Regions from separate parts of the Mus musculus genome. Here regions 1 and 2 are each linked to region 3. Evidence: chromatin contacts called from public promoter capture Hi-C data. All regions are on one chromosome and are shown on one strand. Each heading gives the region's core, a stretch centred on a gene start, on an enhancer-like site or on the middle of the called end of the contact. The rest is flanking DNA. Distances are from core to core; before and after follow the strand shown.

Region 1 (3,885 bases), core at 1,311-3,810, 59 kb before region 3:
AAAAACCAAACCAAACCAAACCAAAACAAAAAAAACCCTACATTATGATTTGCAGTCAAATGGATGGAACTAGAAAAGATCATTCTGAGTGAGGTAACTCAGACCCAGAAAGACAGATATGGTATGTAGTCACTAATATGTGAATATTAGTTGTTAAGTTAATGATAACCAAGTTACAATCCCTAGAACCACAGAAGGTAGGTATAGAGGATGAGAGACTAGAGGGAACAGATAGATCTCATTAGAAAAGGGAAACAGAATATATAATTACGGATGGATGGAGAGAGGCTGGGATGGGAGGATCTCATGGGGAGGGAGGGGAGGGAACTGAGTGAGGGAACTCAGGGAGAGACAGCTAAAGTTAAGGAGTATTTGAGGGTTAGTATGGAAAATTAATGCAGTAGAAACTTCCTAAAATATATACATATATGGAGGAGGTCTCAATGAAAGCACCAAGTATTACTAGTGTTAAAAAACAAGATAGAAATGTAGTGAGTGTCTGCTAATGATGTGCTGCTGCACTTGTAGATCATTGTTCAGCCATCATCAGAGAAGTTTCCTCCTGCAGTAGATGGGAACGAAACCAGAGGACCTGACATTATTGGGGGGGGGGAAGAGAGAGAGAGAGAGAGAGAGAGAGAGAGAGAGAGAGAGAGTCTCTCTCTCTCCCCTCAGAGCTCAGGAAAGGGAACCAGTAGGGACGGAGGACACCGGGAAATAAGGCCCTCTAAATCAACATAAGCAGAGGTTACCAGGACTCACAGAGACTGATGCAGCGTGCGCAGGGCCTGCATGGATCTGCACCAGGTCCTCTGAGCATATATTATGGCTTCCAGGTTTGTGCTTTTAATGGGAGCCCTAAGCATGAGAACGAGTGGGGCTGATTCTTGTGCCTGCTCTTAGACTCCTTTTTTTCTGTTGGTTTGTTTTGTTCAACTTGGATGTGATAGTTTTTGTATTATCTTACTTATTATATTTTTTGTTCTTATCTCTTAGAAGCCCGTTGTTATCTAATGAGAGTCAGAAAGAGAGTGGATTCACATGGTAGGGGAGGTGGGGAGAAAGTGGGAAGAGTAGAGGGAGGGAAATAATCAGGATGTATTATGTAAGAAAAAAATCTATTTTCAATAAAGAAAAAAGGAAGGAAGGAAGGAAGGAAGGAAGGAAGGAAGGAAGGAAGAAAAGAAAGAAGAAAGCTTGTTAAGTGGCTAGTAGGTGACAACACAGATTTGAATCCAAACTCTAACCTTAGCTCACAGCACACTGTATGAACACCTTCCTGTCCTGTCCTGTCCTCCCCTCCCTTCTTCTTCCCTCCTTTCCCCTGCCTTCTTAAGTACTTCTTAAGTTTGGATATGCTTCTGTTTCTGATGGGCCTTGCCCTATCTGTTGCTTAGTCTGATCACCTGACTGGTATGTAGATGGTTATGGTTATCTGTCTGTGCCATCCACTGGGATTTTATTTTACTAGAATTGTGTTTCCCAGCTGTTTCTTGTGCACTGGCTTTGCTGAGAGCTTTTTTTTTTTTTTTTTGGTGTTTTCCCTTGTGGGCACAAAACAACCCTCCGTCCTCAGCATTGCATACAATGCTGTGCATAGATGGCGCTAAGAACCTTTTGTTTGTTTGTTTGTTTGGTTGGTTGGTTTTTGTTTTTTGGTTTTTCAAGACAGGGTTTCTCTGTATAGCCCTGGCTGTGCTGGAACTCACTCTGTAGACCAGGCTGGCCTCGAACTCAGAAATCCTCCTGCCTCTGCCTCCCAAGTGCTAGGATTAAAGGCATGCGCCACCACTGCCCGGCCTAAGAACTTTTTTAAAATAGATGAACCCACATTTAATTCCATTTAAAATTTAGTAAGAAGCAAACCCTTTGTAGGCATGAACTGACAGAAATGCATGCATATCCATGGGCAGTGACATAGCCACTGCTGTAGGTACCTCTCCTTCCTGATTTCCCCTCTTGTACTTAAGGCGCCCAGTCCTGCTCATGGCTCTTGCTAATGTGCAGAAGGAGCTATCATCTTAGGCACAAGACCAGGGTCTAGCCTGTCTACACGGGATTAAAATATAGTTCTCATTTGAATAAAAGAGTTTGAACAAGCAAGTGTGATTTACTTTCTGTGCTTCATAAAGTATTTGTTAAAGAAAAGAAAGCAAGCGAAACTCTAGTGCCATTGCTACCGTTTCTTCCTCTGTCCATTGAAGGATTTTTTTTTCAACCTGTGACTACTTTCTTTGGGCTCAGGAGAGGAAATTCTAAGCTGTACAGTAAAGTCGGGGAACACAGCCTCACACGGGGAAACTGAGGAGCTAAAACTTAAGAGAGTACCAGGCCTGTAGTGGAGAGAGATGCTGTCCGACCCACTCTATCCCCATATTGAGCCATCTACTCACTCACAACCAGTAGAGTCAGCCACATCTGTGTGAACACCACACAGGGTGAGAATGAACCAGACATCTGCTCACAGGTAGTGCTTTCCTCTTGCTCTTGCTCGCAATGGTAGTCACTCACAGCTCCAAGGAGAAATCTGGGGAACTGCTCTTCTAAAACAGTTGAGTGTAACTTGAATCAGAAAAAGGAAGTAGAAGTAGCCGCATTTAATTGTTAATTAGTTTCCTGCCCTACAGACAAAGTGAAAACTTTGGGGTTTAATAATCACATGCTTTCAACACCACATTTTGGCTGCTGGGGAAAGTACCTTAAGGAGATTATGAGAAGATGGTTCTATAAAAAATGGCTGACATTCAGCACTGTCTGAGCATGTAAGCATCAGACGTGATCATGGCTGTGGGATTGTTACGGTAACACCATTAATGGTAAGGTGAGGCTACACATACGTAAAAGGGCAATGCCATCTCAGCTGCTGGGAGAGAGAAAGTGAGATGTGGATTGGAATTTGCAGAGCATCCTTTATGGAGCAGAGGTAAGAAATGAAATGTATGTGTATATGAACAACTCTAAGGGTACCATTTTCTCCTAGAGAATGCACAAAATCAACAGTTGTGTTTGAGAAATTAAGGGGGAAATAGGCATTTCATTTTGTCTTTCTCTGCTGTTTCCCCCTTTAAATTACTGTGTGAATGGATTGCTTTTAAATTTAAATCTAATTTTTTAAAGTTGAGTTTCTATTCTGACATTGTGTCAACAAAATTCCCTGTAATGAAAAATGATAGGTTTTTTTTCTTACAGACAACTTTTCCCATAGTTTCTTTCTAGACTCAGACCTGGATCTTCCCAAAGAGATATTTAATTTCATATTTATCAATGCCTCTGGTATTTATGTCACATCAATATCACTGCGCCCTGAGGAAAACATACAGGGATAAGGAGATTAATCTGTCACAGCTCAGGAGGAGAATTTCAAAAGGAAGCTGAGACAGAAGGGGTGGCTGTGAATATTCTGAGTGTCTCCTGTAGATACGTGCACACATTTCTACTGGGCATACACTTGAGGGTGGGATTCCTGGTTATAGAGCATGCAATACTGTGTTCAGTTCAGACAGTGTTGTTGAATGACTTTCTGATATGACCAAGTCAATGGGAACCCACCAGGCAGCATAGGGGAGCTCATTGCCCCCACCCCCAGCAGAAATGTGCTCACCTTGCACATTTTTTTATTCATTTCAATGAATTATGAGATTCTAACTTTTCATATTATATGGTTTATTAATTTTTAAAAGAGAAGGTATTATTACTATATATCTCTGGATGACTTGGAGTTCATGCTGTAGACTAGGATAACCTTGAACTCACAGAGATTTGCCTGTTTTTGTTTCCTAAGCGCTGGGACTAAAGGTGTGTACCACTATGCCTAGCAGACTTTTTTCATGTTTTAAATGGTATCTTAGGTAACTTTTCTTAAAATGTGAAGTGTTTGTTCAAATC
Region 2 (3,532 bases), core at 655-3,154, 44 kb after region 3:
GCTAGCAAAAAGCAGGTCAAGTTCTAGCCAACAAAGGGTTATGGCATCTTGCTCATGATTGCATGGCTGGTATGTGGCTGAAGGGAGGTGGGTTGAGCACAGCCCTGGCTCTTTGCCTCTCAGCTGTAATGCTTCATTTTAGGGGCCGGTCCCAGTGAGTCCAGAACAGCCTGGGAAGAGCACACTGGGGACATAAAAATGTTGGGGGTCAGCAGGACACAGCCAGCCAGTAGATGCCACCTAGGCAGCAGGATAGCAAGGCTTTCTCCTGTGGAGGCTTCTCTTGGGCTGCCATCTCCTGTCTGCCTCCATCTTGGACCTCTCACTGCGTGTACCTGCAGAAAAGGAAACTGCTGTGGCTTTGGTGTGACCCCAGGGGAGGCCACAGCCTCCATGTCCTGTGTATTTCTCATCTACCATGATAGCCCAGACCACCAGACCCACTCCTGGGGTTTAAAGTGCATGAGTCTCTTTCCTGGGTGTGATTAGAAGGTTTTTCAAGCACTTTACAGACTGATCCATCTCTGGTATCGATTCCTTAAGTTCTCATTCATTCTCTCCATTTAACCCTTTCTCATGACATTCTGACTCCACATAGTGTGTCTCTATTTCTGATTTTAATCAGCCATTTTCCTGGTTTTGAATAAATCAGGACCAATGGCATGCAACACGAGTTGCTGTCTTAATTTGGTGTCAAATTGTTGGACATTTAATTATGATATGTTTCATCATTTTATAGGGTTTTTATTAGTAAATATTCTTCTTTGACAGTTCCATACACATGTCTAACACATTCTTGTTACTCTTCCGACAGCTTCTCTGGTCAGTCTCCTTTCTTTTTGATAGACACTTTTCTCATATTCATTATCTTTTCTTTTGCTTTGCTTTTCAGTGAATTTAAGTAGGGCTCTCTGTGTGATCCTGAATCTGGAACTATCTATTAGAGCTTCATGTATCCATCAGTAGGCACAAAATTTTGTGTTCTCTCTCTCTCTCTCTCTCTCTCTCTCTCTCTCTCTCTCTCTCTCTCTCTTTCTCTCTCTCTCTCTCTCTCTCTCTCTCTCTCCTAGAATCTGTTAGTTTCCAATAGATCAGCAATAAGATCACAGCAATACAGACCTGTGATTCGGGATGGCCCGACTTGGGTGGGACCAGTACCAGTAGACACAACTATGAGTTCAATATTGCCATGGCTAAGTCATGCTTAAAAGATGGCATATTGCAACTCTTCTCCCTTCCTGCTCCTAAACTCTTTCCAAGCTGATTCTTAAGAGGATGGTGTGAATGCCTTGCTTAGAGCTGAGCTTGTTACCATCCTTTATTTTCAGCATCATGCATAACCATGCATTTCTTTCCACTCACTATAAAGGGAGGCTTTCCTGAAAAAGGCTGAGAGTAATCTTTGTATTACAGAATAAATATTTAGAAGGTGGTTTAATGCTATGTCAGTGCATCTAAACAAGTCTTTGGTGCCCCCTTAGAATCTAAGACTTCTTCAGTTATGCCTATCAGAAGGTACAAAACCCCGCATCCAAAATATGTGATGTCTTAAGGAGGGTCTAATTAACTAGTTATAGTGAGTAACCCAGAATAATAGCAATAGCTTGTATTGTTTTAAGAGCCTCTGAAACCTCTCTGACCAATAACTGAGAAAGAAGTATATCATGTGTGGTATTGTAGTTTTATTTAGTAACCCACAGAACAAGCACTGTCTAGTTTTTCTGCTGTCTGACTTCAAACTCTAAAGTGGGAATTTCTGGTTTCACTGGAGATTCAGTAGTGTCATATGATGCTTTTCTGAAAATTGTCTTATGAGAGGATGTTTTGCTGAGAACAGATACAGAGTGTTTTTCTGGAAGCTGTCTAGTGAAGGGCTTGTGGTGTTTTGCTGAAGTGAACGTTTGAGAGAACATGTGGTGTTTAGTAAGAGTATATATAAGTATAACCCATCAACAGTGGACTACACTCTGACACTGGTTTGCTTTGCTGGTCTTGACCAATGACACTATTGCATTGGTTTATCTTGCTTTCTTATCTCATCTTTTCTTGTTATGACTTCATAGAGAGAAATGCACAAAAGAATTTCTGGTGGTGGTCTGGCTGCTTCTTGCCACTTCAGCAGACCTGGGCCTATTGGTGGAGCCTTGCGGCTTCTGGATCAAGCTACTGCTGCTGATTCATGTTGGTGTTTGCTAGTGGACTGGACTGCTGACAATGAAGATTGGAATTGCCCCCAAAGAACTACTTCTAAACAGATCCACGACCCCTTTGTCCTATCTTTCCTGATCTTTTGTCAGTGGGTTATATGAGAGGTCAAAGTGTTTAAGAACTCTTATTGAAGTCGATTTTGAAAAACATAAGCCTACAAAAGTCTCTTCTGTTTCTTAATTGGGTTGTTAGCAAATTTCTGAATAGTTTTCTCATATCTCCTTCCTCACAGTTTTTTCTTCTCCCCATCTCTCTACCTTACTCCCTGTTTGACCCTTTCCACATCTGATATTACCCCTCTTGACTCTCATTTTACCTGTGTACTATAATACCTCCTCCCTTAAGACCACTCTTCCCAAACACACTGCCTCTTTTCAATGTCTATTCTCAAGTTTCCTGGCTTCTGGAGGTACTCCAAGTTAAACACATAAAACAGAAGACCTGAGGCAAGGATCTAATGAGAGAAAAGATACAGCATTTGTATCTGTGGCTGGGTTACCTTGCTCAACATATTTTTTTTCAGTTCCATTCATTTTCCTACAAATTTCATAGTTTTGTTTTCTTTTTAGCTATAAAGCATTTCATTTGTGTTTATATAGCATATGACATCAATAATACCAGTGTCCACTCTTCAGTTGGTGGACAACTAGGCTGTTTTTACTTCCTAGCTTGTATAAAGAAAGCTATACTGAACAAGAAAGTCCATGTACCTCTATAGTAGGACATAGGCCCTCCGCTGGTACTGTTTTGTCAACTTGACACAGCTAGAGTCATTTGGGAAGAGGGAACTTCAATTGAGAAAATGTCACCACCAGACTGTCCTGTGGGCAAGCCTGTGGGCATGATACATTTTCTAGGTTAATGACTGATGTAGGAGGGCCCAGCTCACTGTGGGTTGTCCTGGAGAGTATAAAAGAGACAGGCTGAGCACATGATAAGGAACAAGTCAGTAAGCATCGCCCCTCCAGGTTCCTGCTTTAGGACCCTGCTCTGACTTTTCTGGATGATGAACTACAAGCTGTAAGATGAAATAAATCCCTTCCTCCCCAAGTTGATTTTGGTCATGATGTTTTATCACAGCAATAGAAAACCTGACTAAGAAAGATCCTTTGAAGTATGTGCCCGGGAGTGGTGTGGCTGGGTCATGTGGAAGATTTCCTCCTAGTGATTTAAGGACACTTCAGACTGATTTAAAAAGTGGCCGAACTAATTCACACTCTGACTAACAGAGTAAAAAAAAAAGTGTTCATCCCCGAGTACCCATGCCAGAGGCTTTTCATTATTTGACTTCTTCCTTCCTTCCTTCCTTCCTTCCTTCCTTCCT
Region 3 (3,910 bases), core at 644-3,143:
CAAAATGACAGACAGAGATCAAACAAAGCTGTTTAGGATTCCTGGCTGCCACCTAGTAGCCACCTGGTAGCCACTGGCTATTAAGTAATCAAAGCTGGTGAAATAAGCTTACGTTTAGACTTAAAGTGTCACGTTAAATGAGAAAGGTGTGTACGTTTGGAGAAGAAACTACAGGTGAAGTCTAGGCATCCGTTCCAAGCTGCCAACATGCTGAGTACAGATTCAACCCAGCAAAGAAGCAGCAGGGCAGCAGATATGAAGCAGAAAGAAAACAGACAAACAGCATTCTGGAAACCAAGTTAAAAGCACCCTGCAGGAGTGATCATCCACCGCTCTGCCCCCAGAGGATAAGGAGTAGGAACCGGAAATGACCTCTGTGTGAGGCGAAGGTGAAGTGGTGGGTGAGGTTGGGGAGAGGTGGGGATAAAAGGTTGATTAAAGTGAGTTCACCAAAAAAGGAAACGATTGAACACTTGCCTGGGTCAAGAATGCGAGAGGAGCTCAGGGGACAAGATTGGGAGCTTGAAGCAATCTTTGATATGATAGAAATGTTCCCAGCTTTGATTGACATCTGGGGGAAAGGTTTCAAGAGCTTAAGAAAGGCAGGTAACTAAAAATGAAGGTGTTTTGTTTTGTTTTGTTTTGTTTTGTTTTGTTTTGTTTTGTTTTGTTTTGTTTTGTTTTGTTTTGTTTTGTTTTGTTTTAAAGAAAGAATCAGGGAAGTGAGACAAAGTGAAGTTGCCAAGCTAGCGCAGAGTGAACCCTGTCCCAGTGCAGAGTGAACAGAGCACAGAGTGAACCAAGCCAGCACAGAGTGAAGGGAGAAAGAGAAACAGTGCGGGAACGAGGAGGGAAGCTCTCCCAGCATGCCTGTGCATGTATGGGAACAGGTTGGAATGGAGACACATTTGAGTGGAGGAGAAGGTTAATGAATGACAAGGTGTATTTACAGAGCAAGAAGAAGGCAGACAGGTAGTTGGTAGTCATGGGAGTAGAAAAATGGAGAATTTTCTTTTTGCCATTATTACTTCTAAAATAAATTATTAATCAAAGTTATAAAATGGGGCCCAAAAGGATTAAGTTTGAGGAGAAACGAGAAGACCTGAAACAATGGCTCCCACGCATGAGTGGGAAAACAGATGCGAAGAACATCTGCGATTCGGTTTCCACGTCACGTGATGATAAGGTGCCAGGTGAGCCTTTGTTTAAAGTCCCATTGTTTGGACACAGTTAAAGTGTATCATCTGGCAGTGCAGGAGGGAGAGAGAGTTGAAAGAGCATCCGCCGGCATGTTGTGGTGATGAGCTGCAGAGTCTGTGCCGTGTCAGTGATGAGTAAGCCTTCCAAGTGTAATGATTAATAATGGAGGAATAATCTTGCCATTCTGGTGTGTGACACCAGAGAAACCAGAGTGTGGCCACAGGGGAATGAGGAGGGCTGGTGATACACTAAGGTTCTCATGTGAATAAAAGGAAGTGGTGTTGATAGAAGAAAAAGGAACTGAGGGACCAAGTTGTTGCCTATATTTTGTGAGTGTGTGTGTGTGTGTGAGAGAGAGAGAGAGACAGAGACAGAGACAGAGAGACAGAGACACACAGAAAGACAGAGACACACACACAAAGAGAGACGAGACAGAGACAGAGAGACAGACTACATGAATCCACGAGCATCACCAGGCAGAAACTTAGTCGTCGAATTCTCTATCCTTTTTAAGATCCCCGTTCCCAGACCCCACTCCAAGTTGTCTAACTTACCACAGATCAGTAGCAGGAGCCAAGGTAGCATGAGGACCAGGCTGGGGATGGTAACTTGAAGGTGCCTCTCACCAAAAGAAAAAAAAGCAAAACCAGACTACTCACAGAGGTGTCACAGATAACTGCCCTCAGCTTCTCTGAGGTTTGAGGAAGTCGTGGTCGGAAGTTAACCTTCAGCACGAGTTTACAGAAATACAACAAAGCAACCTTGTCCAGTGTTCAGTTCTTCCTCCAGGAAGGCCCCAGAATGGAAGACACTCCTTCCTATGGCATGACTCAATTTCATGACTTGGAGCTTTTGGGTATCAGGAGATGCGGGCTTTCATTTTATAACTTTGATTAATACTTTATTATTAAAATATGAATATTCATGTATCTCAGGGGTTTCCAGTAGATGATCCAGGCTTTAAAGAGTCTCACTGAGCTTGAGTCCTGCCAGATTTCACACCACACACTGCCATCTTTGGTAAGGATATCTATTTAACTATCTGATCAAATGCACTGTCTTTCTCACAAGCTCCTATTGTGGTCTCTCTGTGTCTGACTCAGGAATGGAAGGGAGTATTCGCAGGTTATGTTCCGTGTCTGCTGCTATTGTATATTCTGATTTATATAGGGTCCAGCCATTCATATAGATATTTCCCCATGTTTAAAATTTCAATGTTCCAATAAATGACATGAGCCACTTTTTAAAAAGTCATAGGAAGTCATAGAGTGGAAGAGTTTGGAATAAAATGGAAGACTTGGATATGCACCAATTAGCCTCTGTGTACTGGAAAAGGCTCACCGTCATCACTAACTCTTGTATTTGTGTGACACCCTTCTTCCCTTACCCCAGTCAAGGGTAGGCAATTCCTGCTGTTGCTTCCTTTAGCATCTATATCACCCTTTCTCTGTCACCTGAAGCTTGTATGTGAGTCTCATTATGGATTACAGGGGAATAAACTATTTTATTTTTCCCATTTCTTGAATCTTTTATCATCTAATATTAAGATGATTTTTGACAAAGGTAAACTGATACAAATGCAATCATAGTAATTGTTCTACATTATTTGCATCATCTCAACATTGAGTGAGTGAGTGTGTGTGTGTTATTAAACATGGGGCCACAACATACACCTTGGGATCACGGTCTGCACTCTGAGGTTGCTGTCTGCACCCTGGGGTCACAGTCTGCACTCTGGGGTTTCCATCTGCACCTTGAGGTCAGAGTTTGTACCCAGGGATTGCAGACTGCACACTGGTGTTGCTGTCTGCACTCTAGGGTCGGCATACACCCTGGGATCACAATCTTCACCTTGTGAATGAGAATTGCTGGAAAGAAACCGTGCCTCAAATGCTGATTGACTGACTAGACCTTCAGTGATGTGGAGAGGTTGGAATGTTCCAAATCCAGGGGCAAATTATCTTGGGCATCTTTATCCCTCTTAATAACAACCTACTGATTGCTTTTGTACATGAACCAACCCCTTTTGTCACCATCATGTAAATCCTTTGGGAATGTACAAATAGAATGTTTCACCAACAAAATAGCTAACAATTCTATCAGGCTTCCCATCTCTGCTATAACCCGCCTACCTGATGCATTTGAAAGTGTGTTACTTTACGGTTTTTTTGCTGTTCCTATAAAAAGTTAATGAAATTGATACCTTGTTGGAGCATGGTATTTGGAGAAAGAATCTGAATCTGTGTTTCTGAGCCATGATTGCTCATATTCACTCCAGAAAACAATCTCTTTATTCCTTTGAGATAGGATCTCTTTCCTTCCTCAACAAGCCTATGAAGCCAGGTTCAGCCAGAGAGTCCCTATTCCATTGTCTCTCAGAGATCGGGGGATGGGCTGGCTTTGCTACATTCCTGGTTAGAAAATGCTAGTCAGCTGCAGCCACTCACCCTCAGTAAGTCACTTAAAACAACCATATAAAGCAAAAAGCAGAAAAAGAACTTTAATTCAATGTGCCCATATTAGGAGGGATAAGAGAAACACTGACCTCCCCAGTCCGTTTTTAGGGATTCAAAATGAGGTCAAAGTTTAAGTAGAGGGCAGGTGAGGAGCACATCTATGAAATCCTGGTCAAGGTGTGGTCCTGCCCACCACTGACCCATCCCTGTCTGGGCTTCAGTCCGCCCTGTAACATCCTGTAAGGTGGACTGAC

What was found. Promoter capture Hi-C pulls out the DNA fragments that hold promoters and counts their contacts.
Region 1: a promoter capture Hi-C map of macrophages shows a contact between it and region 3, with 7 read pairs. The contact joins the promoter of Fcrl5 here to the promoter of Fcrl1 in region 3. A contact is called at or near these places in 16 of 39 promoter capture datasets (the 3T3-L1 cell line, cranial neural crest, embryonic stem cells and 10 more), 3 of 484 Hi-C or Micro-C datasets (cortical neurons, embryonic stem cells and nephron progenitors), 1 of 115 datasets of contacts at active chromatin or transcription factors (embryonic stem cells) and 2 of 9 other capture datasets (adipose tissue and pancreatic islet).
Region 2: a promoter capture Hi-C map of macrophages shows a contact between it and region 3, with 7 read pairs. The contact joins the enhancer-like site here to the promoter of Fcrl1 in region 3. A contact is called at or near these places in 3 of 39 promoter capture datasets (the C10 cell line, macrophages and pre-B cells), 2 of 15 datasets of contacts at CTCF or cohesin (the NIH/3T3 cell line and large pre-B cells), 7 of 484 Hi-C or Micro-C datasets (CD4 T cells, bone marrow-derived macrophages, liver and 3 more), 5 of 115 datasets of contacts at active chromatin or transcription factors (the 230-238 cell line, CD8 T cells, bone marrow-derived macrophages and 2 more) and 4 of 9 other capture datasets (adipose tissue, bone marrow-derived macrophages, liver and 1 more).

What each region holds. Positions count from the first base shown.
Region 1 is chr3:87,434,457-87,438,341 of GRCm38.p6, reverse strand. Fcrl5 (Fc receptor-like 5) reads right to left here and starts at 2,560. Exons shown (of 13, transcript NM_183222.3): 1 at 2,394-2,560. The coding sequence starts at 2,457.
Region 2 is chr3:87,330,478-87,334,009 of GRCm38.p6, reverse strand. No RefSeq gene overlaps it. Among named protein-coding and RNA genes, the nearest start is that of Cd5l, 26 kb to the left of the region's middle. Within about 2 kb of position 1,904, at least 8 of the 459 cell types and tissues checked have an H3K27ac peak or open chromatin away from gene starts, as enhancers often do. A contact at or near this core is called in bone marrow-derived macrophages and macrophages, where this site is marked.
Region 3 is chr3:87,374,370-87,378,279 of GRCm38.p6, reverse strand. Fcrl1 (Fc receptor-like 1) reads right to left here and starts at 1,893. Exons shown (of 10, transcript NM_178165.4): 1 at 1,755-1,893. The coding sequence starts at 1,785. It overlaps Gm31940 (a long non-coding RNA gene), which reads left to right and starts at 677. Exons shown (of 3, transcript XR_867410.3): 1 at 677-1,193; 2 at 2,136-2,220.